7 separate regions of the Mus musculus genome follow, and regions 1, 3, 4, 5, 6 and 7 are each linked to region 2. A link is a contact called in public HiChIP or PLAC-seq and promoter capture Hi-C data. All regions are on one chromosome and are shown on one strand. The core of a region is the stretch at or near the end of the contact, and the rest is flanking DNA. Distances in the headings are between cores, read along the strand shown. Region 1 overlaps Atxn7 (ataxin 7). Region 2 holds the start of Top2b (topoisomerase (DNA) II beta). Region 3 holds the start of Ube2e2 (ubiquitin-conjugating enzyme E2E 2). Region 4 has its middle 17 kb from the start of Atxn7. Region 5 overlaps Atxn7 (ataxin 7). Region 6 holds the start of Atxn7 (ataxin 7). Region 7 holds the start of Thoc7 (THO complex 7).

Evidence for each region. Promoter capture Hi-C pulls out the DNA fragments that hold promoters and counts their contacts. HiChIP or PLAC-seq counts read pairs in DNA pulled down with a chosen protein or histone mark.
Region 1: a contact with region 2 is called in a promoter capture Hi-C map of liver, with 4 times the contacts expected there. The contact joins the enhancer-like site here to the promoter of Top2b in region 2. A contact is called at or near these places in 6 of 39 promoter capture datasets (hematopoietic stem and progenitor cells, hippocampal neurons, liver and 2 more), 3 of 115 datasets of contacts at active chromatin or transcription factors (astrocytes, double positive thymocytes and thymic regulatory T cells) and 1 of 9 other capture datasets (adipose tissue).
Region 3: a contact with region 2 is called in an H3K4me3 HiChIP or PLAC-seq map of embryonic forebrain, with 5 times the contacts expected there. The contact joins the promoter of Ube2e2 here to the promoter of Top2b in region 2. A contact is called at or near these places in 1 of 39 promoter capture datasets (liver) and 2 of 115 datasets of contacts at active chromatin or transcription factors (astrocytes and embryonic forebrain).
Region 4: a contact with region 2 is called in a promoter capture Hi-C map of liver, with 2.3 times the contacts expected there. The contact joins the enhancer-like site here to the promoter of Top2b in region 2. A contact is called at or near these places in 2 of 39 promoter capture datasets (hippocampal neurons and liver), 2 of 115 datasets of contacts at active chromatin or transcription factors (astrocytes and large pre-B cells) and 1 of 9 other capture datasets (liver).
Region 5: a contact with region 2 is called in an H3K27ac HiChIP or PLAC-seq map of regulatory T cell precursor, with 21 times the contacts expected there. The contact joins the enhancer-like site here to the promoter of Top2b in region 2. A contact is called at or near these places in 2 of 39 promoter capture datasets (the C10 cell line and hippocampal neurons) and 2 of 115 datasets of contacts at active chromatin or transcription factors (double positive thymocytes and regulatory T cell precursor).
Region 6: a contact with region 2 is called in a promoter capture Hi-C map of pre-B cells. The contact joins the promoter of Atxn7 here to the promoter of Top2b in region 2. A contact is called at or near these places in 5 of 39 promoter capture datasets (the C10 cell line, hematopoietic stem and progenitor cells, hippocampal neurons and 2 more), 1 of 484 Hi-C or Micro-C datasets (B cells), 3 of 115 datasets of contacts at active chromatin or transcription factors (astrocytes, large pre-B cells and thymic regulatory T cells) and 2 of 9 other capture datasets (adipose tissue and liver).
Region 7: a contact with region 2 is called in a promoter capture Hi-C map of hematopoietic stem and progenitor cells, with 4 times the contacts expected there. The contact joins the promoter of Thoc7 here to the promoter of Top2b in region 2. A contact is called at or near these places in 5 of 39 promoter capture datasets (the C10 cell line, hematopoietic stem and progenitor cells, liver and 2 more), 1 of 484 Hi-C or Micro-C datasets (B cells), 4 of 115 datasets of contacts at active chromatin or transcription factors (astrocytes, double positive thymocytes, large pre-B cells and 1 more) and 2 of 9 other capture datasets (adipose tissue and liver).

What each region holds. Positions count from the first base shown.
Region 1 is chr14:14,099,599-14,102,298 of GRCm38.p6, reverse strand. It overlaps Atxn7 (ataxin 7), which reads right to left. Exons shown (of 12, transcript NM_139227.4): 11 at 1,398-2,364. Among named protein-coding and RNA genes, the nearest start is that of Psmd6, 20 kb to the left of the region's middle. Within about 2 kb of position 1,373, at least 7 of the 459 cell types and tissues checked have an H3K27ac peak or open chromatin away from gene starts, as enhancers often do. A contact at or near this core is called in liver, where this site is marked.
Region 2 is chr14:16,363,929-16,366,628 of GRCm38.p6, reverse strand. Top2b (topoisomerase (DNA) II beta) reads right to left here and starts at 1,423. Exons shown (of 36, transcript NM_009409.2): 1 at 903-1,423. The coding sequence starts at 950.
Region 3 is chr14:18,892,379-18,895,078 of GRCm38.p6, reverse strand. It overlaps Ube2e2 (ubiquitin-conjugating enzyme E2E 2), which reads left to right and starts at 1,308. Exons shown (of 6, transcript NM_144839.2): 1 at 1,308-1,494.
Region 4 is chr14:13,994,233-13,996,932 of GRCm38.p6, reverse strand. It overlaps a transcript of Atxn7 not described here. Among named protein-coding and RNA genes, the nearest start is that of Atxn7, 17 kb to the left of the region's middle. Within about 2 kb of position 1,317, at least 18 of the 459 cell types and tissues checked have an H3K27ac peak or open chromatin away from gene starts, as enhancers often do. A contact at or near this core is called in liver, where this site is marked.
Region 5 is chr14:14,041,272-14,043,971 of GRCm38.p6, reverse strand. All of the region lies in intron 3 of Atxn7 (ataxin 7), which reads right to left. Among named protein-coding and RNA genes, the nearest start is that of Atxn7, 30 kb to the right of the region's middle. Within about 2 kb of position 1,436, at least 28 of the 459 cell types and tissues checked have an H3K27ac peak or open chromatin away from gene starts, as enhancers often do. A contact at or near this core is called in regulatory T cell precursor, where this site is marked.
Region 6 is chr14:14,011,120-14,013,819 of GRCm38.p6, reverse strand. It overlaps Atxn7 (ataxin 7), which reads right to left and starts at 1,329. Exons shown (of 12, transcript NM_139227.4): 1 at 1,070-1,329; 2 at 451-747; 3 at 165-233. The coding sequence starts at 736.
Region 7 is chr14:13,959,997-13,962,696 of GRCm38.p6, reverse strand. Thoc7 (THO complex 7) reads left to right here and starts at 1,384. Exons shown (of 8, transcript NM_025435.3): 1 at 1,384-1,512. The coding sequence starts at 1,494. It also overlaps a transcript of Atxn7 not described here.

The DNA.
Region 1 (2,700 bases), core at 124-2,623, 2.3 Mb after region 2:
AATTGTCCAACAGGTACGTAAGCTGTAGCTGACTTTTAAAATGGGGGGGTGGGGGTGGTAAAGAGAAAATTCACATGTGAGCGCAGCTCTGCAATTTCTCTTTAAACTGGCGACAAGACAGGAAAGAGCTGCTACATACCCGTGGGACAATACCCATGCCCACCCTCCCTAAGCACTGTTAGTCCCTGCTGTCTAGAACGACCACCTCAACCTTCAGCATTCCCATCAGTTACCTGTGAGGAGAAGTAAGGTGAACACAAGTGTAACGGTCTACATGAAGGTGGGGTACAATGCTGCCCCCTCTCCTGGGAGGATACTACACTCAGAGGCAGTTCTGAGGGATGAGTATATTGTTTCTTGCTGTGTTTGTACTTCTGCTACATGAATCATAACTATGAGTAACTACAAAACACACTAAGAGCAAAGTTCATATTTGCAATAAGGCCAACACAAGCAGCCAGTTTGAAAATAAGTAGCTATCTCCCCCAGTAATTCTGACATTATCAATTCACATAAATACTAAAAAAAGTAAATTACAATAGGAAGTGCCTTCTTATTTTCTGAAAAATCCCTAAGCAGTTAAATTCTGAGGATGAGGAAAAGGGAAAATAACATAAAAGAGAGCCTCACTTTTTAAGTCAGGGCTCTGGGGTGCTGCTTCTGCAATTCCTGTTCGTAAGCAAGGAGAGAAGATATCCTGATGGATGAAATAACAGGATGAGAGATGAGCTGGAAGTGGTGCAAAAGAGGCTGGAACACAGAACTGTGTGACTGACAGTCAGAAGGAGCCAATGGAAAGCCAGGAACAGACAAGACACAGCACAAGAAGTCACGACTACTCTGAACCCAGTTAGCCACCTCCCGCTCATGGGAAGCACGATACTGTCTTCTAAGTATGCACTCGGAACAGGCGTCAAGCTCCAGCCACGCCGGCACTAATCTTCTCCCCTAACTCTCTTGAAAATAGAAAGGGGTGCGAGTTAACCAGAATGCCTGGAACTGCTCAAGAGGAGACGCATCCTAAGGTTGGTTTGTTGGTTTGTTTGTTTGTTTTGTTGTCTTAAGTCATTGTTGCTTACTACGTCAGTTTGACTTCAGCCTGGAATGTCTGTGCAGACAGACAATGCTCTCTGCCTCCATCTCTAACAGCATCAGGATATTGCCTCTCTGCATAACCTTTCCTGCTTGACGCTTACTCAGGAACACTGTTGCAAGGCATTGGACATTCGGAGGAGATTCCCCTTCACACGGACATGGGCTCTCCTCTGTTAAAGATTACCACGAAAGCTGGGCATCCATTATAGGCAAACCAACCAACCCAACCAGAATTTTCAGAACTGGCCAAAGTCCCCAAGAAAGAGGCAACAAACACGTCCAGATCAGAGTCCACTTCCTACCTGATGGAGGAGGGAATTGTTCGTCAATCCTTGTGCCCCTGAGATGTTGCCTGTGTGTTTCATGTGGACGTTGTTCATAGCTGGCAACTTGGCAACCTTTGTGGGTTTGCTGCCACTGTTGCCAACAGTGCTAGAGCCTGGAGAGCACTTTCTTTTCTTCCCTATGAGTTTGTCTAGAGGAGTGTGTGAGTGTGGGTTGACAGGCAGTTCACTAGCCTGGTGGATGAATGGGCCGAGAGAGAGAGTGGAGTCGCTGCTGTTCACCATTACACTCATCCTCTTGATGGGCTCTGCAGAGCTCACACCAGCGGGACCCCGCCCTGCCTGCTCATGCCGGAGGCTCACCGAGTGTGTTTTATTTGTCACACAGTTGAGGCCGATGCTGTGGGAAGATGGTGCTGTTGACAGGTATGGAGTCCCAGAGTGAGCCACACAGTTTTTCCTAAAAGAGTTCACGGAATGAGAAGAGGAGGAGGAGGAGGATGACGAAGAGGAGGAAGAAGGAACTAACAGTGGGGAACTGTTTTTGCGTTTCTTTCCTGAGCCACCACTGGTACTGCTACTGGCATTGTGACAGTTAGTGCTGAGAGCAGAAGATTCCTTGGGCCTTATAGACTTGCTAGGTTTCCATTTCTGAGGTTTTCTGGACAGAGGGGAAGAGGGGACGGAAGAGAGGCCCGAGGGCGTGGAGGGGGGTGAGGATGAAGCCGACACTTGTCTGGACTGCACACTGCACACAGGGTCCATCGCCCCAGAACCAGCAGGCTGTGCATTTAGCGTCGTTCCATGAGCTGGTACCGATTTGCTATTTGGGGAGATGCAGGTGGACGACAGCAGGACTGGAGGCGCGGAGACAGTGGTTGCTGCTAAGTAGCTGATCCCACCTTGTGATGTCGGCACAGAATTTGTCCGGTGAGGAACACGGGCAGAAACAGGTGATGTGGTACAGGGCACTGGTGGGATTTTCCTGTAAAAAGGAGATATGATGGGTGAGAATTACCAAAGCTGGTCACACATACTTCCCATAATCACAGCTGCCATGAATGGTTTTGGATGGGCACCCCTTTATATTTGGTATTGAGAAACATATTCTCACCAAGATCAATCAATCTAAAAACACAGACTCAGTCCTGATGGATTGCTCCTTCCAGTTCTTTATGCTTCCTGGGGAACGTGGAAGCATACTCTGTCTATGTAGAGTTCACACGCTACAACCCTAGCTTCAGACCTCCACTGCTGACACTTAGCAAGCACTCTTTCTTAAGCCTCAAGCACAAGCCACAATGAAAGAACTCTCAACTCA
Region 2 (2,700 bases), core at 174-2,673:
TTTTTCTGCTCTTCATAGAAACATCCTTTTTATAAACAACACTTGTCGATAGAAACGACTGCTACCCCAGCCTCATCGAAACCTCAACCAAACAAAGAAAACAAGGAACAAAAATGCCAACCAATACCAAAGTTCCTTAGTGTGTTCAAAAGGCGGGGAACTAGGATCCTCTGGAAGGGATGTGTTAAAGTCCCTGAAATGTGTAAATTTTCTGTCCAAGCTGCTGGCCTCATCTACTAAGTCCGGTGTTTTGTTTGGGAAATGACCCTGGTCTGAACTCAGTGCTGAGTAAGTGAAATGCTGGAGTTATCGATCTGTCCTGGGAGCCGCGTTCCAACTGCTCCCGCTGCACTTGCTAAGTCCACCTCCCTCCAGGAACTGAGCTCTGCAATCCTCCAAGTTCAGGCTTAAGCACCCCCTCACCTCCGAGGGACACCCCTGGGCCCCCACACGGTGTACACGGGAGGCTGACGTAAGTAAACTCTTCTTTTAATCCCGCGGGCGGTCTCTAGCCTGCTGTCAAAGTCGTCCCAAATACCCTCTCTGCGGAATGAGCCTTTTCTGGGGAGGCGCAACCCGCAGTGACCATTCAAGTGCACATTCCTCTGGGACAGGCCGCCGGAAGCCGTAGCATACCGGGCACTATTTTCTGGTGCTGCACTTATGGAGGGTTGGCCCGGAGGCTCGCATTATCGCGGTCCCCCCACTCTCGGTGTGCACCCTGAAGTTTCCGGTGAGCATTGTTCAGCAGCCTGAGCCTTGGTGGAGGCGAAAGCAGAGAGAAAGGGCACACGGGGCTAGGCCCCGACTGCAGCCTGACAGGGCGCCCGCCGCACCACGCTCTCACCCCGCCCGCGTCGCCCGCGGCCCACGAACAATGCGCCCGCCCGCGCCGCACTCACCACCCAGGTCAGCGCCCCGTCAGAGCCCGCGAGGCTGGACTTGGCCATGGCAGCGCCTCCCGTGCAGGCCAGGGGCTGCTCGCGCTCCGGGGACGCCGGGCCCGCCGCTCGCACTGACCGCTGCGCGCAGCACTCCTAGCCGCGCCCCATCGCGGGCCCGAGCCGCTGAGGAGGCCGCGCTGCCCGCCGCCCTCAAACTCGAGCGCGGCGCCCGGGCCTACAGAGTGGTCGAGGACTAGGAAGGGCTGGCGATGCGGCGCGGCCTTCCGGGACCCACGCGGGCGATTGGGATCGCGGATGAGGGACGAGGTTGAAGCGGGCCGGCTAGGACTCGCGAGCCAGAGCCCTGACAGGAATGAGCCGCTGCTTCTCCTCAAGCCACCGAAGCCGCAGAGTCCTCGCCGCGGTCGCCGCAGCCTCAAAGGCCGCCACTGCCTCAAAACCGCCCAAGCGGCGTCTGAACCGGTCCTCCGGAGCACAGTCCAAGAGGGACAATAAACAGAGCCGCCGTGGTGGCCTCCCTTTAGTCCGGCATAACACGGCACACACAGGCGCGCTCCGGGAGGGGGAGGGTGCGGTGGTCACCGGCTGTCAGTCAACCATGGATCGTCCAATCACAGCCTTGTCACTACAGTACTTCGACCAATCCCAAAATTTCAGGCCCCTAGGGGGGCGGGACCCGAGGGGAAAACGTCATTGCGGGTAGCAACTGAGAGGCAGACTTGGGTTTTTTGTTTGTGTCTGAGAGAGAGTGTAAGGGAGAGCGAGGCGAGTGAATGGGGTTTCCGTCAGAAGGGAGAGCAGGCGGCTGTCAAGAGTCATTCCGGGGCATCCAAAGGAGCCGGGAGTCCTGGGACAAGGGCTGTGGAAACCTCCGGACTGTGTCCTGCAGACTTGCCGCGAGGCCGCGGGGGGAGCGGGAGCGGGGGGGGGGGGGGGGAGGGTTGGGGGCAGGGAGGCAGGAAGCCCTAGCCGCCCCCAGGGACTGGGCCCCGGAGGGAGCTAGCGAACTGCAGACGGGACCGTGCGCCGCCTAGAGCAGCCGGACCCCGCGCTCAGGCCCCAGGTTGCTGCTGCATCCGCCCGACCCCCGACCGACCGTCTCTCTGCCTTGCCCCTAAACAGGGCAAGCGGTCTTCAGTGCCACCAGTTAGGGAACTTGGGGTGCTAAGAGTGCCCAGAGAACGTTCCCGGGAAGGAATGCGAACGGGTCAGGACTCCCTTTTCTGGCTACAGACCTTTCCTCCCAACAATGCAGACAGGTCCCTGTCACTTCTCAGCTTTCAGGTACACATCATGAAATAGACTTTTTTCGTGTGGAAGCTTTCTAAGAATAAAATTTGCAACGCCAAAGCTTTTGGCAGATGGAAGAGCTCTTGACTTCACCCAGCCTGTAAATGGAATTGCATTCAACAAGTTCTCTTTGGGCATACTCCCAGCCATGCTCTGTCAGGCGTGGCAATGGGTTTAAAGGGACAACAGCCTCCTCCGACGTCAATCTTCCAAGAGTGACTAACAGGAGGACACCACACCGAAGAACTTTACCCAGCTAGAGCTAACAACTTTCTGTGAAAGTATTTCCTTGAGTCTCTCCGGCAGCTGAGTGCTTCCCTTAAGGGAAACTTTGGGGTCACACCTCTCAATCGCTGCTGCATTCTGAATCCAAGTGGGGAGCTCTGAAACACGGAAATCATTTCAATGTAGTTCTTAATTAGCTCTCTGGAGACCGTGGAATTTCAGTTTATTTGGGGATTCTGACTAAGAACACCAAAACCTTTCTTTACTTTGAATCTAGTGT
Region 3 (2,700 bases), core at 59-2,558, 2.5 Mb before region 2:
TTCACTCATTTCTAACTCTTCCTCTCATACATTCTTGAGCTGACATTCGTAAGGACAAAGGTGCTGTCATTTTTTTTTTCTCAGTAGTCAGTTCCAGGCTAGACATTACTAGCTGCTTTGGGCAGTTTTCAGTGATGTAATTGGTTAAAAGCCAGTTCTTGAATGTATCTCGTGGAAGCATTTTCTGTTCCAGATACAGGTTATGAGTCTTGTATTGCTCTAGTCTCTGGGGTCTTTTTGCACTAGTTGTTTAGGCTGCTTGATTGACTCAGAACTTCACATTCCCATGGTGGCCTATGGCATCTGGTAGGTTGGGTTTCCCATGGTTTCCTATGTATTGGCTAGCACTGTTCAAGTGATTTGGACCATACTTGAAATGGAGGTCTGTCTTTAGCCCTCTCTGCTGAGCAGGACTAGTGCATGGGCTCAGCCACTCCCAAGAATCCTCACAGAAGTTAAGAGTAGTCCTAGATCTCAGCGGTTATGATAGGCTGGAGGTGTTGTGTGTGTGTGTGTGTGGGTGGTGGTGGTGGTGGTGGTGGTGGTGGTGGTGGTGGTGGTGGTGGTGGTGGTGAAGTGAGTTCATGGGCGCTGAGTTAACAAAGCATGTGCAGGTTTTTGTTTTGTTTTGTTTTGTTTTGTTTTAAGTAGCTATTTTGGGCTACAATGACAGGGCAACCTTATATTCCTCAGGCCACCCACAGCATGGCTACTATCCCACCTGTGTCTTTCAGGCACAGTGGCAGCCTCCCACTTGCTCTGATAGTGCTGCCCCCTTCGTCCCGCCCCGCCCTCCCCAGCCTCCCAGAGTGACAGCTAGCAGCCCTGGACAGGACTAGGCACCGCAGGACCTTCCCTGCAGCAGTTAAGGGGTAAAATGTGGCTTCACCCGGGCCCACGCGAAGTTTTCCAACAGCGGTGCAGGTGGGTCCTGCGCGAGCACGAGCTGGTGGTGCAGGTGTGTGTGTGTGTGTGTGTGTGTGTGTGTGTGTGTGTGTGTTCTCCCTACCCCTCATCCCAGTCCGCCGCACTGCACCTTATTGAAGCGCAACCCCACCCCTTAGCCCGCGTGTCCCTTTAATTCGTGCGCTCCTCAAGGTCCTCTCGTCCCTCCCTTCCCGCCGCCGTTGAGCCTCGATTTCCCTCCTCCCTTTCCCTTCGCCCTAACCCGCCTTTGCTCCGGCCCGCCCAGCCCAGGACTCAGCTGTCACTTTACTTTTGCGCGCGCACCTCACAGGTCCTCGAGCGGGCACGCGCCGGCGGGGGCGGGGCTAAATCGCGTCGCGGGCTCGCGGGCGCGACACCGCGAGGCCGACGTGGGGCTCGCGCTGTCGCGGGCTCTCAGGGCAGGCAGGGCGAGCGCGCGCTTGGGAGGGGGCGCGCGCGGACGGCGGGCGGCGGCGGCGGTGGCGGCGGCGGCGGCTCGCGGAGGCGGCGGTTTCACTCCCGGACTCGGCGTCGGAGCCGCGGCTGGAGCGCGGGCGACGCCGCGAGGTGAGTAGGTGAGGGCGGGCGGGCGTGGCCGCGGCCAGAGCCGCGGCGTGGGGCGCGCGGGGACCCCACGCGGCGAGGGCCAGCCCGGCGAGATCCCCGCCCCCGCCGCGGCCTCGGCTCGGGTGCGCGCCCGCGGCCCCGCAGGCCTCCCTGACCCTGCGCGTGTCCGCTGGGGCCCGCGCGCCCCTCCCCCGTCCCGCAGAGTGTGGCCGTCCTTCGCCCACGAGGACCTCTCCCCTCCCCTCCCGAGCCCACCGCAGCCAGGAACTAAGTCTCCGCAAAGTCCAGGATGGATGTCGCGGCGCAAAGTGCCCGGCTGTCCGGAGCTCTTCCCAAATTGCATAATTGCTACAGGAGGTGAGGGTGAGGGAGTACCCGCTGGGTGTGTGCGTGATGCCCCGGGGTGTGGGTTGTCACACTGGTCTTTTGTAATGCCCGATGCTTGGCACAGTTTGGCTCCGAAGCCAGTTTTCCTCTGGCTTCTCTGCAGCACCCACTGGCCTGATTGGAAACTGGATTACCCTTGTCCTCCCACCCCCACCCACCCCCTCTTCGCTACTAATGTTTTGATCCATTTGCCCTTTTCCAATTCTAATGAACATAAAGCCTGGCTTCTTGTGTCTCTTTTTCCACAACTAACCAGAAATGCCCCATCCATCTTCCCTAAAGGAAATTAAGGCCGCATTAGAGAGACATCATCACCCTGGGCTTGGTGGCAGCTCTTGGACTTATTTGCTGATTTGCAAGATTCTTATCCTCTAACCTTGTATTTTGTAATTTTGAGGGTCTACTTGAGTATTTCCATTTTAAAGTACAAAAGAATGTGCTAGGACTTACCTCTGATTACCTTACTGTTTTTAAGATTTTTTTAAAGCTCATCTTAGTTTTAAATCCTTGGATTTTGAAAAGCATGCTCTAGAAATGCAATCTTGGGAATCTAAATATTTGTCTTTCTTCAGGCAGTCAGGATGCTCCTGGGCGCTTGGCAGTCTTGTTTGTGGGTGATGGTGAAGATGGAGTGTTTTCATATGTCATACCTTGAGCTCTTTCCTCTAGGGCACAGCACTTCCCTCAATCAGGTGCTCCACTTTTATTTTCCAAATAAATATCTTTTCAGACACTTGGGAAGCTGGATAGCGCTACAGGTTTGGCGTATAATATAAAGTATTTTATGTTTTGGAAAAGTTCAGAAATCACAAGTAGAAA
Region 4 (2,700 bases), core at 68-2,567, 2.4 Mb after region 2:
ATGTAATTTTTAATTATTGGTTAAAAATGTGAATTCGGTAAGAAGACCGTGTATTATTTTGGATTATTAAGTTATCTATAGTGCCTAAAAAAGAGCATAACATGTAAAGTGCCCTCTATAAATAACACCTGAGAGAAAGAGACTGCACGTGAAGGAGCTGGCCCTTGAGACGCACCCTGGGCCTGACACGTCCTCACAGTTCCACCTGGCCCAATGACTGGTTTCTGTTTGCTCAGTACATCTGTGAGCGTACAACTCTTCATTCCCTGTCCCTTCTTATTTACTTCTTGGTGTTGTATGAGTCTTTGCTACAGCATCATAAAACACGTCCATCAGTGAATATTCAAGTCATGGAAGTTATCCCTACTCTTCTCCTCTTCCTCTAACAGATAATCTTTGCACACAGAAGTTATCTCAGCATTAAAAAGCTTCTCCGGCGTTTTTCAAAATGTTTTTTTTTCCTCCTTGGACCCCACTACAGCCAGCAATCAGCCACCATGCAAGAAAAGTCCTGTCCCCTCTTTTCGGCACCTCCCTAATATTTCACAATGAATACCGTACATTGTGATAACAATCCTGGTCCTTCATCAGAGAGCTGTCAGAGCTGACTGAATGCTTGTTGTTTTACATGCAGAACTGCCACCTTCCTAAAGCTCTCACATGCTGGCTTGGTAAGAGAGAGAGTGTTATCTCTGCAGATAAACATGCAGGTTGTACAGCATGTTTCCCACTTTTGCTACAGTAGCTTAGGACCTGATGAAGCAAGCATTTGTAGTTCAAGTATGTGCTCATCTATTTCTGAGATTGAAGCTTCTCTAGTCCTTCCTGTCTGCCTTCTGTTCTGCAGTTGAATTGTAACTTATAAGCCTCCACTTCCCCACCCCACTTCCTTCAAGGATAGAGAGAAGGGAGGCATTTTATCACTAATCTAAACTCTTCCAAGCCGTCCAGGGACGACGGCACATTAAGAAAAGGCATCTGACACCAAGCCTCACACCCTAAGTTAGTTCCCCAGGCCCATGTGATGGAGGAGGAGAAACAAGTCCTACAAGCTGTTCTCTGACTTCCATGTGACCCATGTGTACACACACACACAAGACAGAGTAACACACAAAGAAACATGTCATAAATAAATGTAACAAAAGCAACAACAACAACAAAAAAAAACTAAGCTCTTTCAGGATTCCTTACCCTTTTTCCAAATTCTGTGAAGCTCTGTCATCTGGCCAAATGCCAACTGCACTTTGTACTGAGAAGCTATGCTAACTATGACCGCTGTGACTGTGAGACACAGGACTGCCTCGAGTCGCAGAGTTCCCTGTCAGCCTGGAAAGGCCTCAGGTGCCCTAAGTATGCCTGACTCTTCTGTCTGTCAGTCTTGCTGAGGACTCTCCTTTAGCAGCTGCTCTCTGCTGTGTGGGGAGGGAGTAGGTGGGGCTCAAGCTTGGAGCTGGCCATGGGGCTGGAAGACACAAGAGCATACATACTCGACAACGTCCTATGGAAAGGGTGGGCACAGTTTAGCAGAGAGCTAGGAGTCCTGTCTCTAAAAACTTCCTCCAACAGGCCAGGAGGTGGTGGTGCAGGCCTTTACTTGTAGCAGATAGGTTCCTCAAGTTTTGATAAATGTATGCAAGCGGTGCTGGACAGGAGCTTCTGAGCTAAGAAGCAAATGCCCAACAGCACTACTGTCTTCCTTACATCCACTGTCACTTAGCACTCAGAAGTTCATGATTCTTCAAATACTCCAATTGTCACCCTTTGGTGACACTCAAATTGTACTAGAACTGGAAGTAACGCATTCATCCAGCTCTGCTCCATCAGAAGAGTCAGTTACCTTTTCTTCAGGTGCAGGCCAAGACTCCGCTGGTCGGTTTACCAGTGAATCTTCATCTGCTGCAGCTGTACAAGTCCTTCCTTCTTAATCTGTTCAGATTAAAAAGAAGAAGAAGGTGGCAAAGGACTGAAATAGTGAACACAAAGCTAGTCAGAAATCTACAATCTTAGTTTTAAGTTATCACACGTTTTAAATTATTACATGTGTTCTGTGGACCCAAACAGCTAAAATTTCAGGCACTTTAACAAGTCTTCAACAAATGCAATTTATTTTTATGATGAACTTAAATTCACTAGATTTACAATAAACCAAGAACAAATGCTGGGCGTAGTGGCGCACGCCTTTAATCCCAGCACTCGGGAGGCAGAGGCAGGAGGGTTTCTGAGTTCGAGGCCAGCCTGGTCTACAAAGTGAGTTCCAGGACAGCCAGGACTATACAGAGAAACCCTGTCTCGAAAAACCAAAAAAAAAAAAAAAAAAAAAAAAAAAAAAAAAAAAAAAGGAACAAACAACTATTCAATATGTCCAGAGTCAACATCTTTGGGCTTAAAAATCACTGTATGAATTTCCACTAATGAGTTTCCACTTAATGTTTAATGCTGCTATTTGAAAGCCTACACCTATGAAACCTGTCAACTTATACCTTTAAAATAACAGACACATACTGACTATCTGGAAGGCTCACTCTGTTCTTTATGATTCAACAAGATGTAAAAACAATGCAGTGAGGTACAGAGTCAAAGGACTGATGACTAACAAACTGATGCTTAAAAGGTGGTACTCAACCTAAGAAAGTAGGAAAGAGCAACAAATAGTGGCAACAGCCCAGCTGTGAGGCGTGTCCTCTCAGACTGTACCACAGG
Region 5 (2,700 bases), core at 187-2,686, 2.3 Mb after region 2:
AAGCAAAAATAATTTACATGTAACTATAAATAAAATCAAAAGAGGATCAATAAAATAAAAACCTAGCTGTTGTTTTAAAAAAATCAGTAACACTGACAAAAATTCATGCAAGACTTGGCTTAGCCCAGAAATTCAAGACAAGCTAGTAAGTGGAGAACTAGTAATGTAACCAATGGTATTAACAGACTAGAAAACTTCAAAATTTTATGAACTGATAGAAACCTTTCACTGAAATTCAATAGTTGTTCATGAAAAATAGAAAAAAAGGGAAATAAGTAATAGTAGACAGCATGTCCTGATTTTGATGCAGACTATTCACAAAAGCATCAGCTAAGAGCTTCCATAGCAAAGAAGAGGCGCAGTCCTTCTAAGGAATATCCACCCAGAGCCGTTACTAAAGCAGTGCTCAAAATCTCATGCCTTAAAAATAAAAGGAATGTACACTAATGGAACAGGAGAAACATGTTAATAAATACATTATTTTACTATCCAGTGGGGCACCACAACCATGTTAATATGCTGCATTATAGTACAGCAGAGGCAGCACTACAGCTGTAGTACAGCAGCCGTGAGGGTTAACAAACATGGTAAACTAGAAATAACTACTTTAAGGGTTATTAGCTCATAATTGCAAAATCCCTCAAAACTAATACCAGCAATAAGCCCAAAAGTACAAGAGCACAGACAATGCAATACATTGCAGTACAATTCCAAGCACAGGGTCCATATTCCTCTAATCATAAGGAAAATGTTTTTTCTGTCTTAACAGTCAACAGTAAGAACTAAGGTAGAGTTAGTCCTATGTTTATTTTGAGAATATAGCCTTGTGACTCAAGTTTATTTCATGGACAACAGGTATCTATCATCTGGAACCTACAGTCTCCAGTTCTAAACTGAACTTTAAAAATATTCTCTGATAATTTATATACATACCTGAAAAACACAGAGCACCAGGTTATAGATCAAACATTTGCCTAGTAGGCCACAAGGCCCAGGGTTTAAATTCAGCACAGGCCAAAAACAAACAAACAAAAGCTAAAATAGCATCAAACAATCTAGAATAAAACCTGAGCATTACAGATACTGAAATTTCTTCCCATCCATGTATATGTCACAATGTATCCATCCACCATGTGTGCATCACAGCAAAACATCACTGCTTCCTTAAGGCCTTAGGAGTTAGTATTAACAGTCCTGCTTATGTAATCACTTCATTGAGCTTGCTAGTGTATTGCTGGAAATTTTTGTGCTGGTATTCTAAAGGGACATTGGTCTATAGCTTTCAGCTCTTCTCTGTCTTCCTGGGCTTCAGAAGTCAACTCAAAGTGTCATCTCCTCTTGCACTTTTCACAACACTGGTGTTGATTTGCTGTACATTTTAAAGAGTAGAGCCACCAGGCCAGGCTTCCTGATGACATCACTAATCGAGACTGCACTTGTTTTATACAGACGTTCCAACTTGTCAGTCACTGCAGGAAGTGTGGGCGTCTTTCTGTGCAGTTCTTCTCAGAGAGAATCCTTTCATCTCTATAAAGTGAGCAATAATAGTAGCACTTACATTTCTAACTCTATAGACAGCACACACAGACCTAGCTAAAACCTGGACCCTTTATTGATCTTCACAAATCACTTCGGCTTCACTCATCTTCCACTGTTTTTCTAGTCTCACTCACCTACTTCCAATCTAATCTACACACTGTTCTCTTTGTTTGCTCTGGATCTAGGTGGTGAAATGCTGTTGCTGACCTGAGCTTCCGTGTTTAATAAAGTTGCATACACTTCTACGAAAATTCCTCTTGAGCAAGCACTATTTTAGTTGTATTTTGATTTTATTATGTTGTATTTAAATTTCATTACTCTCAAAATATTTTCTAATTTCTCATAATTGTTTGTCTGACCCATCATTTACTTAGAAGTATATTTATTAGCTTCCATACACTTTAAATTTTTGCTATTTCTTCCCTTTATTAATGTCTCAAATTAAGAAGTAGGCAAAAGAGCTGGCATTTCTCAAAAGTAGATATGGGAACAGCCCACAAGATATGAACAGTCAATATTACCTACTCATCAGAAATGCAAATCAAAGCCGCAGAAGATACCATCCCACATAATATGGCCATAATAAAACCCCCAACAATGACAAGAACAAAAATGCTGACAAGAATACAGAGGAAGGTCAAAAACTATACACTGGGTGGGGATCTAAATTAGTACAGCCATTACAAATATTATAAAAATCTAAAAACAGAACCACTCCATCAGTGGTTCTCAACTTTCTTAATTCTGTGACCCACTAACATAGTTCTTCATGTCGTGGAGACCCCCCAACCATAGAATTATTTTTTTTTTTAATTATTTATTTATTTAATGTGAGTACACCATAGGTGTCTTCAGAGACACCAGAAGAGGGCATCAAGATACTATTACAGATGGTTGTGAGCCACCATGTGGTTGCTGGGAATTGAACTCAGGACCTTTGGAAGAGCAGTCAGTGCTCTTAACCATTGAGCCATATCTCCAGCCCCATTATTTATGTTGCTACTTCCTAAGTGTAATTTTCTTACTGTTATGAATTGTAATGTAATATCTGTGCTTTCCAAATGAAGTAGACAACCCATGAAAAGTTTGTTTAATGTCTGCCCTCTAACAGGTCTTGACACTTAGGTGACAGCCCCTGCACTGCATGATCTAGCTACTTCA
Region 6 (2,700 bases), core at 80-2,579, 2.4 Mb after region 2:
TACAGAGAGCCCCTAGAAATGAGATTTCTTCCTAAATGTTCTACCCACCCTCTTCCATCCTCTTCAGCAGAGACCTCAATGTGGCAAGCAGGGAAGGTGGGCTGAAGCAACAAGAAAACTTCCCCAAGGTTGGGTACAAACTCCACCAGGGGGGCTGGACTCACCTTCCCGGCAGAGCCCCATGACTTCGCGGTTTTTCCCAAACTCCTTGAAACTTTCATCCAATTCGGTCCCTAGGAGATATACACACACAGGAGGAGGGGAGAGGCAGGTCAGTGGCTAGGAGTGTGACGCACGCTCACGCACGCTCCGGGTAGGTGTGGGCACCCAGCAGAAGATAGCATCTCTGACCCCCGTGGGGGCGGCCACAGGACACGGCGCGGGGGAGGGGATCGGGGCCAGAGGAGGGGGGCGGGGGGGCGGGGGGAACCAGGAGGCGTGGACACTCACCATCCTTCCCAGGAAGTTTGGAAGCTTCCACCCACAGATTCCACGACTGTCCCAGCATCGCTTCGGGACTGGGCAAGGGCCTGCGCTCCCCAACCGTCGCCATGGCGGCGGCCGAGGTGGTGGTGTCCCCGGTGCCGCCGTCCTCCGCCCGTGGGCGCCGCAGCGGCGGGTGCTGCCGCTGGGGCTGCAGAGGCTGTGGCTGCTGCTGCTGCTGCCGGGCGGCCGCTGCTCCGCCCGCCGCGCGGCGCGGCTCCCCCCTGACGTCATCCGCGGCCCGCTCCGACATTCTTTCCGCTCCTACAATGTAACAAAAAGGGGGAAAAGAGTGGCGCGGGGGCCGCTTTTAAGGAGGCTCCGCGGAGTTCCGGCGGCGTGCGCGGCCCGCAGGCCCGCGGTGCTGTCAGCCCCCGGCCCCTGCCGCCGCCCGCCTCCCCGCCCGGGCGCAAAGTCCGCGGCGCCACCGGCTTTCGCTTTCGCCTCCCGCGGCCCTCGTAGGGCGCCGGCTGCGGCTGCCACTGCGGCGCTGGCCGCCCTGCCGGGCCCGGCTCGGGAGGCCAGCGCCCGGAGCCGAACTGCCGCGACCTCAGGCCTGCCTGCGCCCCGGCCCGCGGCTGCCCACCCTGCGGGCGCTCGCATCCCGGCCCAGCCGGCAGCCCCGCTCCTTCCTTCCGTCCGCGCGTCCGTCCGAGCGGCGGCGCCCGGCCGGCTCCCTTAAGCGGAGGCGCCTCCTGTCGCCTCCTCCCCCTCGCCGGTCCCTCCCTCTCTGCTCGCTCCGGCGAAGTTTGCACGTCAAGCCCCCGGAGTGGAGCCAGGGCGAAGTCGGAAACGCAGCCACCTATGGAAGAGCCTGCCGGTCGGCCCCGGCGCAGTAACGAAAGCGTCGCCCAGGCCCTCCCTCCGGAGCCCCGGGCACCAGCAATTCGCTCTGGGCTCGCGGGAGGCTGCACAGTAGCTGGAGCATGAATGGGAAGCAGCCACTGTGCGGACGCCCAGAAACCAAAGCTGCCAGTGGCAGGTGTGAAAATGCCGCCCAGGTGTTAGCCCAGGCGTCCGCATCGAGCCCCTGCTGCTTGGCCAGCCAGGAACGTGCACTTGAGTGCCCACAACTGAAGGTCACACTGTGTCCTGCGAACTTGAATTTCTTCTCCAGCAAGAAGGAAGCTACAAAATCAGTGTATCACTTTAAAGTTGGGTTGTTAGTCTCTCACTATTTATGGCTGTCTTTCCTAGAATCCGATGAGACCCCCATGGCTTAAGGAATATACCAGACGTTCGTCAGATTTGGATCACAAATTAATAAGCACTAGCACATACAGTCACCCCCTCCCCGACCATCAAACAAGTAAAGCACAGGAGTGGACCACCACAGGGTGCCTTTAGTTCCTATTAAGCTGTTATCTCATTTCAGTAAAGCAGCATCTTTTTAGCCTGCTCAGAGCCTCAGGCTTACAGGTGCCTTCTGGGACTGTATGAAGAGGTGAGCTTTCTCGACTTGCTGCTATTATCTGTTGGCTTTGGGGGGGGGGGCAAATATTTAGTAAGACAGATGTGACCAACATCTCTGTTGAAGTACAAAAAACCTTTCAAATGTTAAAATGAACGCAAAAGTGCATATGAAAATGTTTCCATAATATATTAAAGCCAGGACTTGGAGAAGGGGTTTGACATAGGTGCAAGTTTAAAAGCTTGAGCTGGGTGTGGTATGCACCCAGAGTCCCCAGTGTTTGGGAGGCTGAAGCAAGTGTGCAGCATCGTAATACAGGTGAGACTGAGAAACACAGTAAGAGCTTGTCTTAAATAAATAAAGCAGAAACACAATTTCTGTGAGACACATTTAGAAATGTGTCTATAGGGTCCCCCCCCCCCACTGGATTGCACACCAAGAAATCCAAAAAGGAATCTGCTGAGTGTTTATCAAAGGACAGTTGCTTTTTGAACACTCAGGCTATACACCTACATACAGATTCAACTAACTGAAGTTTGGAATATATTTTCCTTAATTTAAAAACTGAGCCTGGCATGGTGGCACACATCTTTAATCCCAGCACTTGGGAGGCAGAGGCAGGCGGATTTCTGAGTTCAAGGCCAGCCTGGTCTACAGAGTGAGTTCCAGGACATCCAGGGCTATACAGAGAAACCCTGTCTCGAAAAACCCAAAAAATTAAATAAATAAATAAATAAATAAATAAATAAAAATAAATAAATACTGTATCCATGCAGGGCAGTTACATATTTTTTAAAATTTATCTA
Region 7 (2,700 bases), core at 135-2,634, 2.4 Mb after region 2:
AATGAACATGGTCCAAAGTCCAAGTTAGGAGGAGCCTTTAGACCAGTACTCTTTCAAAAAGTCAGCGAGCAGTTCCACATTTGGAAGAGGTCATTTATGCTTCAAAATCTTCATTCAGGGTAATTTCTGCCTTTGTGACAAAAGTAGATACTGTATTTGACCCATACATAGTTCTGCCTAGAGGTTAAAAACCACCTCCCTTGAATGATCCCAAGTCTTCCGCTAGAAAGAACTGAGGGAACACAGGGCCGATGCATGGATCCCACTTAAGAAATCTCAACAACCAAAAAATGACCCCACACCATTGCCTTATGCAGGATCTGAAGGTTCAAGGGATTGGGATCATGAAAACTGATAAACAAAAACCTGGGTTATAAAGTCAAACTCTACCCTGTTGGAGGTCAAATCAACTCTCAACAGGAACATGGTTCCACTAGGAGAACATTCCTCAATGTTGAATCAAAATGATTTTTTGTTTTGTTTTGTTTTGTTTTGTTTTTTTGTTTTGTTTTGTTTTGTTTTTTGTTTTTCGAGACAGGGTTTCTCTGTGTAGCCCTGGCTGTCCTGGAACTCACTTTGTAGACCAGACTGGCCTCGACTGCCTGCCTCTGCCTTCCAAGTGCTGGGACTAAAGGCGAGCGCATTCACTGCCCGACTCCCCCCCCCCCCCCGGGAGGGGGGTGGTTTATTTCATTTTTCAGAAGAGATGACACTATAACCTGCAGTGTGTTCTAGAAATGTGTACTCCGCACCCCCAAGTAATGTGTTTGCAATGAGCAGCACCCCCACCCCCAACACCTACTTTCAACTTCCCTTTAAGAAGCAGTTTTTGAAAAGCAAAGTTAGTATGAAAATGAAGGCACCCCATCTGGATTCCAGCAGCGAGGGAGAACTGGATGAGAGGTGAGAACCGGAGGGACCTGAGCCCTGGGTCCTGAGTGACGCTCCCCAGACAGGTGACCAAGTTTCTTTCCCCCGCTTCGCCAGCACCCGCCAGAGCTCAGGAAGGGAGGATGGCTTGCCGCGCCCGCCTCAAGAATACGGGTTCGAGACCCACGGCGGCAGTGGCCGCGCCCCCGTCCCACCGGAGCGCACGGTCGGGGCAGCCCGGGACAGAGGTCACCTGGAGCGTCAGGCGCGGAGCCCCGCGAGCGCGCGCAGCCCGAAGCTCACCTGGCGGCTGGCCGCGGCCTCCAGGGCGGCCTGTGGGCGCGGGCAGGGCGGGACGGCGGTGTCCCCGGGCCCAGCCGCCGCCGCCCGCCCTCCCGCCGCCCGTCTCGCCCTTCACCCGCCGGCCGCTCCGCGCCCCAGGAGAGCGGCGAGCGCGGGTCCGCGGCGGCGCGGCGCGCGCGCCGGCGCGACTCAAAAGTCGGAGAGGGCGGCGGGCGCCGCCGCCTCCTCCTCCATGACTGTTTACCCGGCTGCATTGTGGGAGTTTGACCTTCGCCGCCAACCGCCGCCTCAGCTCGGCCGCCGCCGCCGCCGCGCACGCCATGGGAGCCGTGACTGACGGTGAGGCCTCGGCGGGTGCGGGGACGCGGGGCAGCGCCGGGATCCGGGCCGTCTGGGGTGGGGGGCTCCCGGGGCGGTGCGCGGCGGGGAGAGGCGCAGGGCGGCTCGCTCGGCCCGGGCGATGCAGTGCCCCGAGGGGGCCGCCTGGGGGGCTTCCCGGGCCGGGCTGGGTCGGGCCCACGGGCAGCGCGGCGGGCCCCAGGGAGCGCAGGAGCTCGGAGGGCGGTGGAGTGAGGACCCCGAGCTGGGGACGGCGGCTAAGAGGAACAGGGGTGTCTGGAGGGCCGGTCGGGAAGTGTATCTGGGCGACTTACAAGGTAAGGCGCCAGCATGGGAAGAGGCCGGCGGCTTGGACCGCGGCAACAAAAGGAAGGCATGTTGGAGCGGGTGAGTTGTTGGCCTGAGTGGATTAGGAGTGATGGATGGTGGACAGTAGATGTCTGTGGGCTGAGAGCAGAAATAAGAGCGCGTTTGGGAGAAGGATGGACTGACACGATAGGCAACTGGAGCAGGAACTGAGAAGGTACCCGCTTTGGTAGAAAGGTTCCGGTGGCTTGATGTTGTTTGATGGGCTGATCAATAGCTATGGATCCCAGTGGAGAAACAGGGGACTTCCAGAAATGAACAACGATCGGCCCAAATTTGAGGACGGGCCGAGGAAATACCGATGTGGGTATAAATAAAGGCCTCGGAACTTGGTAGGGGGGATTTTAACCTTGGTTTTGTTTTTTTTTAATTCGAGTTTAATTTATTCAGGAAGTACTTAGCTTACTTCTAGGCAATACTTTACTGAACACGTTTGATACCCAGAAGCAGCAGGTAAAGGTGTTTCCTCTTATACGTCTGCAGTGGCTGTAAACATTAAAAATTGGTAGGGTGGCTGTGTGTGTGTGTGTGTGTGTGTGTGTGCGCGCGCGCGCGCCTGCCTGCCTCTCTTTGAGCTGTCTCTGCCTCCCTCCCTCCCCCAGGCAGGCCACCCTACTAGAGTGGCAGTCAGAGGACACTTGCTGAAGTCACTTCTTCACTTCCACCAGATGGGTCCTGGGAATTGAACTGAGGTGGTCTTTCTACTGGTGATTAGAAAACTTGACAAATTTGCTTTCCCCCTTCCTTTGAAGGGTAAATAGGTGTTTTAAAACTGGAATTACAAGTGACCAACCACTTGCCAAAATGATGAAAGAAATTCAA